Regions from separate parts of the Gossypium arboreum genome. Here region 1 is linked to region 2. Evidence: chromatin contacts called from public Hi-C data. All regions are on one chromosome and are shown on one strand. The core of a region is the stretch at or near the end of the contact, and the rest is flanking DNA. Distances in the headings are between cores, read along the strand shown. Region 1 holds the start of LOC108487475 (NAD(P)H-quinone oxidoreductase subunit O, chloroplastic). Region 2 holds the start of LOC108489393 (ras-related protein RABC1-like).

The links. A called contact is a pair of places that touch in the nucleus more often than the background predicts.
Region 1: a contact with region 2 is called in a Hi-C map of leaf, with 5 times the contacts expected there. The contact joins the promoter of LOC108487475 here to the promoter of LOC108489393 in region 2. A contact is called at or near these places in 2 of 5 Hi-C or Micro-C datasets (both in leaf).

Annotation. Positions count from the first base shown.
Region 1 is chr10:24,612,731-24,619,230 of ASM2569848v2, forward strand. It overlaps LOC108487475 (NAD(P)H-quinone oxidoreductase subunit O, chloroplastic), which reads left to right and starts at 3,840. Exons shown (of 6, transcript XM_017791829.2): 1 at 3,840-4,243; 2 at 4,330-4,385; 3 at 4,751-4,816; 4 at 4,923-4,964; 5 at 5,318-5,377; 6 at 6,411-6,500. The coding sequence starts at 3,982. The coding sequence ends at 6,440.
Region 2 is chr10:24,433,824-24,439,802 of ASM2569848v2, forward strand. LOC108489393 (ras-related protein RABC1-like) reads right to left here and starts at 4,559. Exons shown (of 7, transcript XM_017793925.2): 1 at 4,385-4,559; 2 at 3,928-4,176; 3 at 3,212-3,280; 4 at 328-393. The coding sequence starts at 4,060.

The sequences.
Region 1 (6,500 bases), core at 2,590-5,089, 180 kb after region 2:
ATTTATGCTAGTGACCACATCCGGCTAAGACCAAAGGCCTTGTGCAAGTAGTTATATCCGGCTAAATCTCAAAGATTACTTGAGTTTGGGAATGAGCGATCTGCTGTAATAATTTCAATTAATACGCTCGTAAAATCTCAACAATGAGGTATGTGTTGTACATGCATTGGATTAATTGATTCCTCTTAAATAGCATTCGTCGATCGATTAAGGAGCTTAGGTTTTGGTTAAGTTGATCCCTTATGTATGAATATAAGGGTTGGAAATGTGAAGTAGGACTGATTTTTGAGAATATATGTGTATATGAAATTATCCGTTTAGTTATATGAATGCTATACTTCAGTTGAGCCTAATTCCATTGCTCAAAACTTACTAAGCATTAAATGCTTACTCCGTTTCTTTGAATCTCTGTTTTATAGATTTTGGTTCGTCAGCTATCGGACTCGGGATTATTGAAGTTGAAGTCTCCCACACTATCAAACCCCCTTTTGGTACATTTTTGGTTGAACTTTGAAATGGCATGTGTAGGACTACCCTTTTTGTTGTGGGTCATGTACCCTTTGGTTTTGTATAAATTTGAATAGCCATGCGAAAATGGCTTATATACACTTTGAGCTTAATTTTATAATCATCTTGTATGATGTTCATTAAGAGGTATGGAAATGTTTGGGAACGATTAGCCATTGGAATGGTTAATCATGATCATATTTTGTGCTATTTATGCAAAAGGGCTAGTTGAATCATGGAAACTATGTAATAGGTAAAGTCTACCTTAAAAATAGATGCTAATAGCAGCAGTAACGTGAATGTGAAAAATCACTAAAAATAGTAGGAATGGAATTAAATAGTGAATAAATTATGTAATCGAACCTTGATGAATCTATTTTCATAGGAAAGTAACGAAACGATCATATGAACAGTATGTTAAGAGATATTTAAGTTTTCGTGAGACAGGGCCAGAACGGTTTCTGGATTCCCTATTCCGACTTTGGAAATTCATTATAAATTAACCAGAGATAATTATAAGTCAGGCGATATATGTATAGATTCCTTTTTGAGTCTAGTTTCTATAGAAACAAACAGAATCAGTATTGAAGCCCTGTACAGGGAGATATCCAAGTCTTAGTGCGTGAAGGTCAGAGTAGTTGAACCCTGAAATAGGGGAGACTTTAACTAATAAACTGTACTAATTGGCTCAACCAAAAATTCTAGAAAAAAATTTTTAGATGAACATATGAGTCTAGTTTCAGAAAAAATTTACGGAACTGGTTTTCGAGTTTTGAAACTCAAGATATGATTTTTAAGGCGACAGTGACACAGTAACCAACTTGTCTGGAAAATTTTAAAATGGACTGTGCAAATAAGTGGATTAAGCCCGTTAACCCCTCGTGTCCGACTCCGGCAACGGTCTCGGGTACGGGGTGTTACAGCGGTGGTAGAACAAAAAGAAGAAGAAAAGATGAGGATAAGTGATAAAATGGTGGTGTTTAGGTTGAATGGTGGTGGCTAACAGTGGAGGAAAGGAGGCCAAAATCAAAATAATGGTGGTCCAAGATGGTGCAAAAGGAGATGGGGAGAGAAAAGAGATGAGCAAAAGAGGGGAATGGTAGTGAAAAGGAAAGTAATGAAAAGATGGAATAAAAGGGTGTTATTCATCTTGTCTAGGTTCAATGAACATCACATAAGGTAATGGTGAAGAGAATAGTATGTTGAGGGGACAAAAGAGCAAAAAGAGGATCATGAGAGTGAAAACGGGGCTTAATAAGGGAAGGTTGACTCACACACAAGAAAAGAATCTTTCCCCATGCATGGTAACTAGGTTGGACGGTAAGGAGTGTTCACACTAGCTAAAGTTGTCAAAAAAAATAAAAATTTGTGTGTATGAGGAGTTAAACATGGAACCTTTAGGAAATTATCTAAACACTTAACAACTTTACCACATTACTCCTTGTGATCATTTTAATAGAAAATATTTAAAAACATAGGATGACCTTTGCTAAGGGTTTAAAACAAATTTGCACAAAATAGAAATTAACGAGAGGGAAGAGATTCGAACTCAGATAATCAAAGATAGCTCCATCACTACTCAATCACTATAATTGATATTTATTATCAAATATGCTAAGGTCATCTAAAAGAAATTGGGCGTGACCTTTCTCGGTTCATTGACCTAATTTCTATTAACCCGATTTTTGAAATATGACATTCGATGTTTGATTGCCATGCACCTTATTGCTTAAGTTAGTTCAAGGGACATCTTGTGTATGCTTTGTGTGTTTGCTTAAGGACAAGTAAAGACTTAAGTTTGGGGGAGTTTGATACGTCGTATTTCAATATGATAAATTAAGCTCTTTTCATACTTAAAGAGCTTGTTTTTGGGTGATGTTTCGAGTCCTTTATCTCTTTTTCACATTTAGATTAGAATTTACGTTAATTACACTTTTTAGTGGTTTTTATGTTATTTGCAATAAAAAACATCAATTATATGTCCAGTTGAGCTTAATATGTGGCTAAGGCATTTTCAGGGACTTAACTGAGGAACAAGCGAAGGAATCAATCATGTAGCTTCGGTATTGAAACCTTGGGATATTGATGTCACAACCTGGAATCCTTTGACTCTAAATGCTGCAGCATCATTCTCTGATGTCGTGACATCGGGCTTTCCACCATGCCAATGAAGTAATCTCGAAAAGCCTCGGTGTCGTAACAACAGACTTGTATAGACGCGACACCAAGGTCTTTGACTTGCGACAACAAGCATGTGGTGTCGTGACATGTACCCTAAAGATGGACCAATAAGATCAAGCTAAGTCGCAACATTGGACCTATGATGTCACAACTTAGAGCCCCTTGAGTAGCAATGATGCGATCTCACTCTTTCTTTGATCATCCTTTATCAAGAGTTTTTTTTATTCTTTGGTTCAAGAGCTCAAAAAGCAAGAATGAGACTTTTAGGCAATGATTGTGAGCGCGATGGACATGGGTTCGAAATTGAGTCACCTTTGATGCAAACATGATACTTTTAATAGGGAATAACGTTGTTTCTTTTCTTTTTGGAGCTTTTTTTTTTTTACTATTGGGCTGTAATGTTATAAAGAGTTGGTGCATCTGTTGACCTTTCTCAATGTGAGAACAAGCCATATAATTGTCAATGTGTTGGGTGAGTTCAAGTTCCCGAGATCTATATGATCAAAAGTTTGACATAGATTATGGCTTTAAGTGTGGCATTGGCTTCTTAATTGATTCTTATGGTTTTAAACTCTATAAACTAGAAAATGTTAAGATCATGCTTGTATCATCGTCATATTAAGCTTGTGCTTTTGTTTTTCTTGCCTTTTCTCTTTAGTTTGACTATTGATTAAATTGTCCTTTTTAGCTTAGTTTCTTATAACTTGTTTGAGATGTTTGATTTTTTTATTTCTAATTGTATTGTTAGTCTTGAATGAATGAATATTCACTCGTCGGTAGAAAAAAATGAAATTAGGTTAGGAAATACCATCCAAATTATAAATGAATTTAAAATTGATCCAAATGCAACCTCATCCCGTTAATTCTTAAGAAATAGGAGGAAAAAAAAAGGAAAAAGACTAACCAAATTAAAATGAATTAAAATTGATAACATTGTTAAAGAAAGATGAAATTAATCTAAAAAATATCAAAATCATAGCTACAAAATAAAACACATTCTACTCTTAAAAAGAAAATTAAATTTGGAGCGAAAACTGTTGAAAGTGAAGGTAATAAATTTCAAAAAGAAAAATAATCTTTAAGCAACGTAATAATATGATTAATTTAAAATTGATCAAAAATGCATCCTCACCCACTAGAATGTACGGAAACAAACAGTTTTTTTTGTCTTGAAAATCTGGCCGTTAGAAACAAGAATAAGAAGAAAAAAAGATCATCATCTCTTATCTATATATCTGTAGAGCACTTAAAAAGAGGTCAGTAAAGCTTCACTTCAAAGGAGTGGTAGTTTCCATGGCGTTTTCTTCTTCTGCTCTCTCTCACGCCTCTTCTTCATGCCTCTCTTCCTTCCCACATGCCTTCACAACCAGAAAAACCCATCTTCGCTTCCCATCATTTTTACTCATAAAAGCTTCTTCTGAACCTGACAAAGGAAACCCCACTGCTACACAGACCAAAAACGCTGAAGGCTCTAGCAATGCTCAACCTCAACCTCAACCTCAAGCCACTCCCGCCGCCGCCGCTAAGCCACCTCCCAAAAAGCCTGTTTATTCCAGTGAGTTTTCTCTGAAATACTTCCCTCAATTATTGGTTTAAGTTGCTTGGGTTTGAAATGATGGAAGTGGGTTTGGTTTTGGGCAGTGAAGAAAGGCCAGATTGTTAGGGTGGATAAAGACAAGTATCTCAACAGTATTAATGTAAGTGAAACATGAATTGATTTATGCTATATTGGTTATCTTCTTCTTGTTACATAGTTTGCTGAAAGTGCAAGAAATTGGATAAATGACACATAATCCCTTGTTTCCACAATGCTTGTTCCCTTGTTGATACAAACTCTTTAGAGAAGGGATCTTCCGGAGGGATAAAATTTTGCTTTGGATTAGACAATTTTTCTTTATGTACAGAGAAGAAAAAGAAAGGGGATTATAAGAGATTATCAAACATTTTTTTTTCTTTTGTTTTAGAAAAACAAACTTATGTAAGCTTTTTGCTGCTTGAACTTGTATTGGATTTCCCTTGGCATAAAATTACAGGGATAGTGACAGTTTTGGTTTTGTTTTAGTATCTATCTGTAGGGCATCCCCCCTATTACAAAGGCTTGGACTACATATACGAAGACCGTGGTGAGGTGCTACTATCGAGCCATTGAGTATCAAAGCTTTCTCCCCTTTTTGTTTTGTTTAGGACATCTTTGAAGGACATTAAATCTTTTGCTATCTGCTTGATGATATCAGGTTCTGGATGTACGCATTTTTGAGACAGGAGAACATGCACTTGTGAGAAATTTTCACTGCAGCCTTTGCCTTAGTATTTTGGTTCACTTTCATTTGTTAGACTATGATGATTACAGAAAACTAGAGCTTCTTCTCTACCACAAATCATGCTAATTCAGTTCTCTTATCAGAAAATTTTCATTCTTAAGCTTAAGCTAATGTGACATAATGATGAACTAAAATTTTGAGAACTTTATGTCAATATGTTATACAAATGCTAGTTAAAAGAATAATAGTTTTTGCCACTGCTGATAATTGTGCTCTGTGCAATCCCATTTTGCCGGATGCTGATCCATTCTTAAGTTAGACGTTAGAGCATTCGAGGCTCAATCTAGCTAAGCATGACCTTTTTTCAGGTTGCATGGGTCGGCATCCCAACTGCACCAGCTTGGCTTCCCACGGACATGCTTATCAAGGTACTGTTAATAGATTGTTTCATTGGCCACTTGAGTCGATTTGGCAAATTACCCTTTTGTTAGTTTTGTACTGCTATATACTAAATGAACCAAAATCATTCAGGTTATTAGTTTGGCTAAGTAGTTTAACTTATTTCAAATCTTAAAATGTAAGTTTTTTACTACTTTATGCATCATTCACTGTAGGGGCGAAGCCAGAAAATTTTTAGGGGCGGGGGAATTAAATTGTAATTTTTAATAGCTTATTTTTTTATAATTTTTAAAGGATTAAATCAAAATTTTATCATTTTTAGGGGGCAAAGTGCAATTTTACCTTCACTAATTTAAAATTTTAAAATTTCTAAAGGGCCTAAATGGATAATTTTCCATTTTAGGGGGCTGGATAGGCCACTGATTCACTGCAAAACTAAGCTACCACAATGCATTCAAAGTACTTGTTTACTAATAAAGTTTCAAAATTATAGACCAATCCTTGTTCAATAAGCCTGATATGCCTGCCAATAGTCAAGAATGCTTGTGACCTTAGCTAAGTTACTGGATGATCAATCAACTTAGCAATCAGACACTGTTAATGCTTTTGATTATCACGCATAACTAGCCTGCTCTAGTAAAATGATTATTGACACACACATATATACTTATGTACGTATATATGTGTACTTATAGAGAAGGCAAAACTTGAACTATATGATTGATTTCAAAAGTGAGTCACTCTAATGAAGAGTTTTTCTTTTTCTTCTTGCTGAAAAGTGGAGGTGGGATGGGTGTATTTTTTTTTTTTTTTTTTTTGGAAGGTGGGATGAACCAGTTAAGGTGATTGCCTGATTCGCTCCACCTAGCCCCTGCTTATATATGTATACATGTATATATTTCAATACATGTATATATAAGCAGGGTGTGGCCAGGGCAAAGTATGGCAGTGTGGCAATGGATTTTGTAATATTTGCTCTCGCGCTGTTCCATTGCTATATAGAAATTGGAAGCATTTATGCTGTAGTAATTGTAGTTCCTGGTTCCCGTTCTTTGTTTGCAGTCTGAGAAGCTCCAATATGAGAGATTGTGAAGCAGTTTTCGGAAATGGAGTCCCGCACATTTGAGTGTGATGACCATTGATTCTCCATTT
Region 2 (5,979 bases), core at 3,309-5,808:
TAATATTAAGCTTGATTTAAGTTAATTTTATATAAAATAAAATTATCTATAAATGAGCTTTTTCCGAAAAATGACTTACGCTTTCAAAATTATAAGTCATTTTATAGGAAAAAGGGCTTATTTTAACTTGACCTGTAAGTCATTTTCCGTTGGCCAAACTATTTTCTGTGAAATAAACACAGGAAAATGCAGAAATATTTTTCATAAAACCTTTTACATGTAAACAAACGAACCCTAAAGTAGTAATTTTCCCAATAGAATAAAGAATGAAGGGCACAAGTTTTGTAAGTGGGACAATTTTGCAATTTAAAACAGGGATAAAGTTACCCATAATGACCCCTTGTGCGCCTCTGTAGTAAGAACTTGTCAATGTTCTGAACCGTTCCTGCCCAGCTGCATGCAATATCAGCATAAATAAGTCAAGACTGAACGAAAATAAAAATTTCTCCCTACATGAAGCCATGAGCAATAAAAATAGCAAATTTCTATCATGCAAAACTGATTTAAATCATAATAAATAATCAGATCAATAAGGATTTTCACAGCAACAAGCCGAATCAGTAAAGGCCCAGTTGAGTAATATAAAGAGAACGTCTAACCAAACTAAATGATGCAGAGAATGATACAACAATTACCACATAATTTGCTTCATTCACAAATATTTCCTCAAAGAACATGCTTGCATCTCAGTTCAATGCTTTTGAAGGCAAACAGAAGTCCAGAACATTGCAATGTCATCTAAAGAGAACATCTAACCAAACTAAATGATGCAGAGAATGATACGACAATTACCAAATAATTTGCTTCATTCACAAATATTTCCTCAAAGAACATGCTTGCATCTCAATTCAATGCTTTTGAAGGCAAACAAAAGTCCAGATCATTGCAATGTCATTTCCAAAAACATCCAGAAGGCTCAGCTCCATTTATGCAATTTTCTACCCAAGCATGATAAGATTAAGTTGGTTCTTAAGATTTCAACATACCAAGCCCAATATGCGGGCATACCTTTTTGATTTACGATCTTCACTTTGAAAAGGCTACAAAAGCGTACCAGTTGTGCATGCAAAAGAAAAATGAGTGCCACCAATGGAAAAGGCTATATTTGATGGCATTGAAAAGTATATAAAATTAATATATATGCAGAGTCTTCATAACATAAATCCTAATGTGGATACAATACCTAATTCGCTTAGGCTCCCCCATTTTTTATGCTTTTGCTATTTTCTTTTTGATTTTGCAAAAATAATGGCTGGAAAAAAAAATGAACAGCAGCCAGGTAGCTTCAAGTTCAAGTGGCATTTCACCTCTATCCACAACTCATTTACTGATTCTTTTTTTTTTTTCCTTCTTCTGAACTCATCTACTGATTCTTAATATCAGCACAAAAGGACATAGCAAAAGCATCGATCAAACAGAACTTTAGTAAACTCAAACTACTAATCTCAGGTTAATATTTTCTTTGAATAAGCTGTTTGTCAGAACTAAGTGACACTTTAGCAACTAAAAAAGCATTGCACTCATCAAATATAGGTGTTTGAGCAATAAAAACTAAGGTCCCCCTTTCAGAGATGTTAAAGAGAAACTTGATAAAGTTACAGGTGATAGATTAAAAGGGAAACAAAGTAAGCAAAATAGCCCAAACATCATTATATATAATTCACTGTGACAAGCCAATTTCTAGCATGATTTATTCAAGACAAGAAAGGTTGAAATAATAATGTAGATGTCAATTTATATAGCACAAAAGTAGAGAATCATTGGAAAACCACTTCCGTCATGTATGAATATGAAGGGCTTTATGGAAGTGTTAAATATGCTTCATCCGGGCTTCTACTAGAAGATAGTGAATGGTAATACGGCAAGGATCCGGACGGATGGATGGGAGGACAAATTTATAAATGGGCCTGATATAGGTCATTGTGATGCTATTCCCCATGATGCTAGGGTGTCTCAATTACTTCTAGAAGACCAGAGATAGGATGAGATGTTAGTTCGATCTTGTTGCAACGATGAGATGCTTCCCGAATTCTCCATCTGCGTATTGGCGAGGCAAGTGAAGACTAGTTGGTTTGGGGGCATGCCCCCAACAATGTTTATACCACGCGTTCAGGGTATAATTGGTTACTTCTTTAGACTTTGGGTTTAGGACCTCAGTCTTTTGGAAGTAACTTTGGAAGCTAAAACCCTTCCAAAGAGTTGATTGTTTGGATGGAGACTGGGTCATGGCATCCTCCCTACGGCTAATGGATGTGCTATGTTCTCCCTAGGGGTGGATCCAAGTTGCCCTAGATGTAGGACAACTAAGGAGGATGTTATACATGCTCTTTGGGATTGCCCAATTTCAAGGGAGGCTTTAATCTTGTGTAATATTCATAATGATTTGCTTTGTTTGTCTTTTTACAATGCAATTGATTGGCTCGAGGCAGCAATGAGGAAGATGGACAAAAGAGCTTTCACTAGTTTTCTTATGCTTCTATGGCAACTGTCCGAAGCAAGGAACTTGTTTGTGATTCAAGGGCAGGTTTCTTCTTTGCAAGATGTGGTTTTGAGAGCTCGTTCGATCCATCATGAGTTTCGTGTGCATAAGCTTTTGTATGCGCCGTTGTTACTTTGACGTCTGACTGTGACCCGATGGTCTCCGCCTCCTGAAGATGCGGTCAAAATTAATGTTGACGTGGCATGAAATGCATAGAAAAAAGTTGCTTCTAGCGGTGCCATTGTTCCTGACCATGAGGGCATGGCGCTAGCTGATTATGCTTGTTCGATCACCAAGGCTTTTGATGGCCATTCAGCTAAGGCTATCGCTTCGGCTTGCGCTGCTTAGAAGACCCTCGAGAAGGGTTTCTCCGGAGTTATTTTCGAGTCTAATTGTGCTTTTATTATTAATAAGTTCAATAATCGGACTCTTGATTTGTCCATTTATGGCCGTATTGTTAGAGGGGCCTTAAGTATTTGCAATTCTTTCAATGCTGTTAGTTTTCCTTTTCCCATAGGTCAGCCAATCATGTTGCTCATTGCATGGCATATTGGCTGATGGATGGGATCACTGCTTTGGATTTTGGTTTGGACTACCCGGATTTCATCCACCGGTTGGTGTTGGATGATACCTTCTAATTTAATATAGTTGGCCTTTTTGGGCCTTTTTCTTTCAAAAAAAAAAAATCAAAGAAAAACCAGAAATAACACATTAGCAAACTTTAGGTATTACCTGTATCCCAAATTGCAAGCTTCAGCTTTTTATCCCCGGCATTTACATATTTCACTTTAAAATCAACACCTACACAACAAAACAAGTAGAGTTCTAAATCAGGACATAAAGATATGTAAGCAGATTAATGATTCTTATAATCAGTTTAATGTGAATGCACTGAAGGCTTTACAGAAGTAGAATAGTTTAACCAAGACCACATTGCAAGATCATCAATCCATTCTAGATTTCTGATAAAATAAAATTTTCATTCCCAATTTACAGTCTTTCTGTTCACTCATCATATTTCCTTTCTTTTTATCAAAAGACAAAACAAAACTATCCACAAAAAGACAATGCAAACCTCATTTCTCAGAATCATAAAACCAAGAATTAATTTGGCACATCCAACATTTGAGATCCAATCGAGTTAAAATTTAAGATTTGGAAACTCTATTCTTAAGCATTTGGATAATTCCTAGTGGTTAAACTGGAAAACGCAAGTAACAACAGCATCCATACATAAGTAAATTCGTACAATTTTCTCCAAAAGAAAGTTATGTTTTCAATTTTTCTTCAAAAAATTTTTTTGGTAAGCCGCCTTTTGATCTTGAAAAGAAAATCCAAAAGGGAGCGTAGATATCTTCATGTTCCAGAGATCAAGACAATGCCATTATAAATTATAAGACATAAAAAGGAATAAAAGTTGATGAGCACAGTTCAAAATGAATACTGACCAATAGTGGGAGAGAGTTCCTCAAAGGAATCGGAAGTGAAACTTAAAAGAAGACTACTCTTTCCAACTCCTGAATCTCCTATCATCAGCAACTTGAACAAGTAATCGAACTCCGCTTGATTCGACGACTCCATTTTTCAATTAATTTACCAATTGAACTATCTTTCTTTCAAATAACACCAAATTTCTACGATCGGATCTCCCAAATCCAGCCCTCTTTCTCTTTTTCACCTTATCAACGCATCTAAACCTGAAAAACAACATGGAAGCAAAATCATATGTATAGATTTGGATTTCAACGAGATAAAAGGTTGAATCTAACAATATCCTTATCATGTATCCCAAAGAATTTATTAATTGAGAAAAGAAAACTCCTTACACAGGTTTAGATCATGGTTGATCATACATATTTATAGAATTTATTTTATACATCAAAATTAAATATAATAAGAGATTACCTCTCGGAAAAGAAAAATGGTGAGAAGAAAATGAAATAATGGAGGAGAGAGCGAGACAGAATTTCTGATTAGCAGGGTTAATTGAGAAAAATAAAAAATAAAACTTTTAAACTAAAACTTAAAAAGAACTTGTAAATGCAAAAGGGCAAAGTAAGGAATTACAAGAATAGTAGCGCGCGTGGGTTTGGCTCTTTCCATTCCAACGCCAGAAAATAAAAAATTGGCAATAACCGGGTCGGGTCCTGTGAACTCGGATGATTTATGTTTTGACTTTTTGAGTAGACGAACAAATCATTGGACATCTCTGATTTCATCTTAGATTTTCATTTTGGGGCAAGTAGAGGTAGAGGTGATAATGGGTCGGGTCGGGTCAGGTTCGGGTCGGACTCATACAAATTTTTAGGCCCGTATACTAGGCTCGGGCCCGGTTTGGCCCGAAATATGGGCCTAAAATTTTGCCCAAGTCCGGCCTGAAATAAAATTATTAAGCTCGAGCTCTGCCCGCCAAGCTTATATTAAATTTTTTATTTGAAATAAAAAATTTAAAAATATAATAAATCAAATATATTTAAAAACATAAAACAAATATTAAAACAAATAAAAATAATACTAAAACAATTCTTAAAACAATACACAAATTAATAATATAATAAAAATAGTTATATTAAAAATTTAAAATAATTAAAATAAAATAAAATATATATATTAATATATAATTGGTAGGGCCGGCCAGCCCATCAAAAACTCTTACTCGAGGCCGGGCCGCTTTCTAAGCAGCCTCGTTTTTTGCCCAAGCCCATTTTTCGAGCCTATATTTTACCCAAACCTCCTGTTTTTGGGAGGCCTTGGCCGGGCCGGCCTCCCACCCATGATCACTCTAAGTAGAGGTGAGCATGGTTGGAGTCAGGTCGAGTAAGGTTAGAGTTAGGTCAATTAAAAATTTAGGGTTTAAAATTTTGTTTAAGTTTAAACTAAATAAAATGTTAAAATTCGAGCCCGACTCAATCGGACTCTCCCATATTAAATTTTATATTATTTTTATATAATTTTAAATATATAATATATCAAAAAACTAAAAATATCAAAATAAATATTTTTAACAAATTAAAATAAATTTTAAAAATATGTATATTTAAATAAGACTAAGATAGATGCAACTTAACAAGAAAATGTCTCTAAAATAATAACAAAATTAACAAATGTCTTTAAGGTAGCAAAATAGAGAGAAAACAACAAGAAAATAATATTTAAAAAAAGTAAATTTTTTTGTCTTTTAGTGGATTCGGGCCGGGCTCGGGCCAAAAATGCCTTACTTGAGGCCAGACCCATTTTTTAAACGAGTCTTATTTTTTTTGTCCAAGCCCTTTTTAAAGCCTATATTTTTGTCCAAAACCTCTTACATTTCGACCGGGCTTGATCAGGTCTAGGGGCAAGTAGCAATTTCTATTTATACAATAAGCAATTAAACAAAGTAACACCTCAACTAGAGAATGTACTAAAAACCAAATTTGAATCAATTAATAAATATGATTATAGGCATTTTATATTTTCAAATTATTCATTTTATTATTTTTGAAAATTATTTTAAATGTACA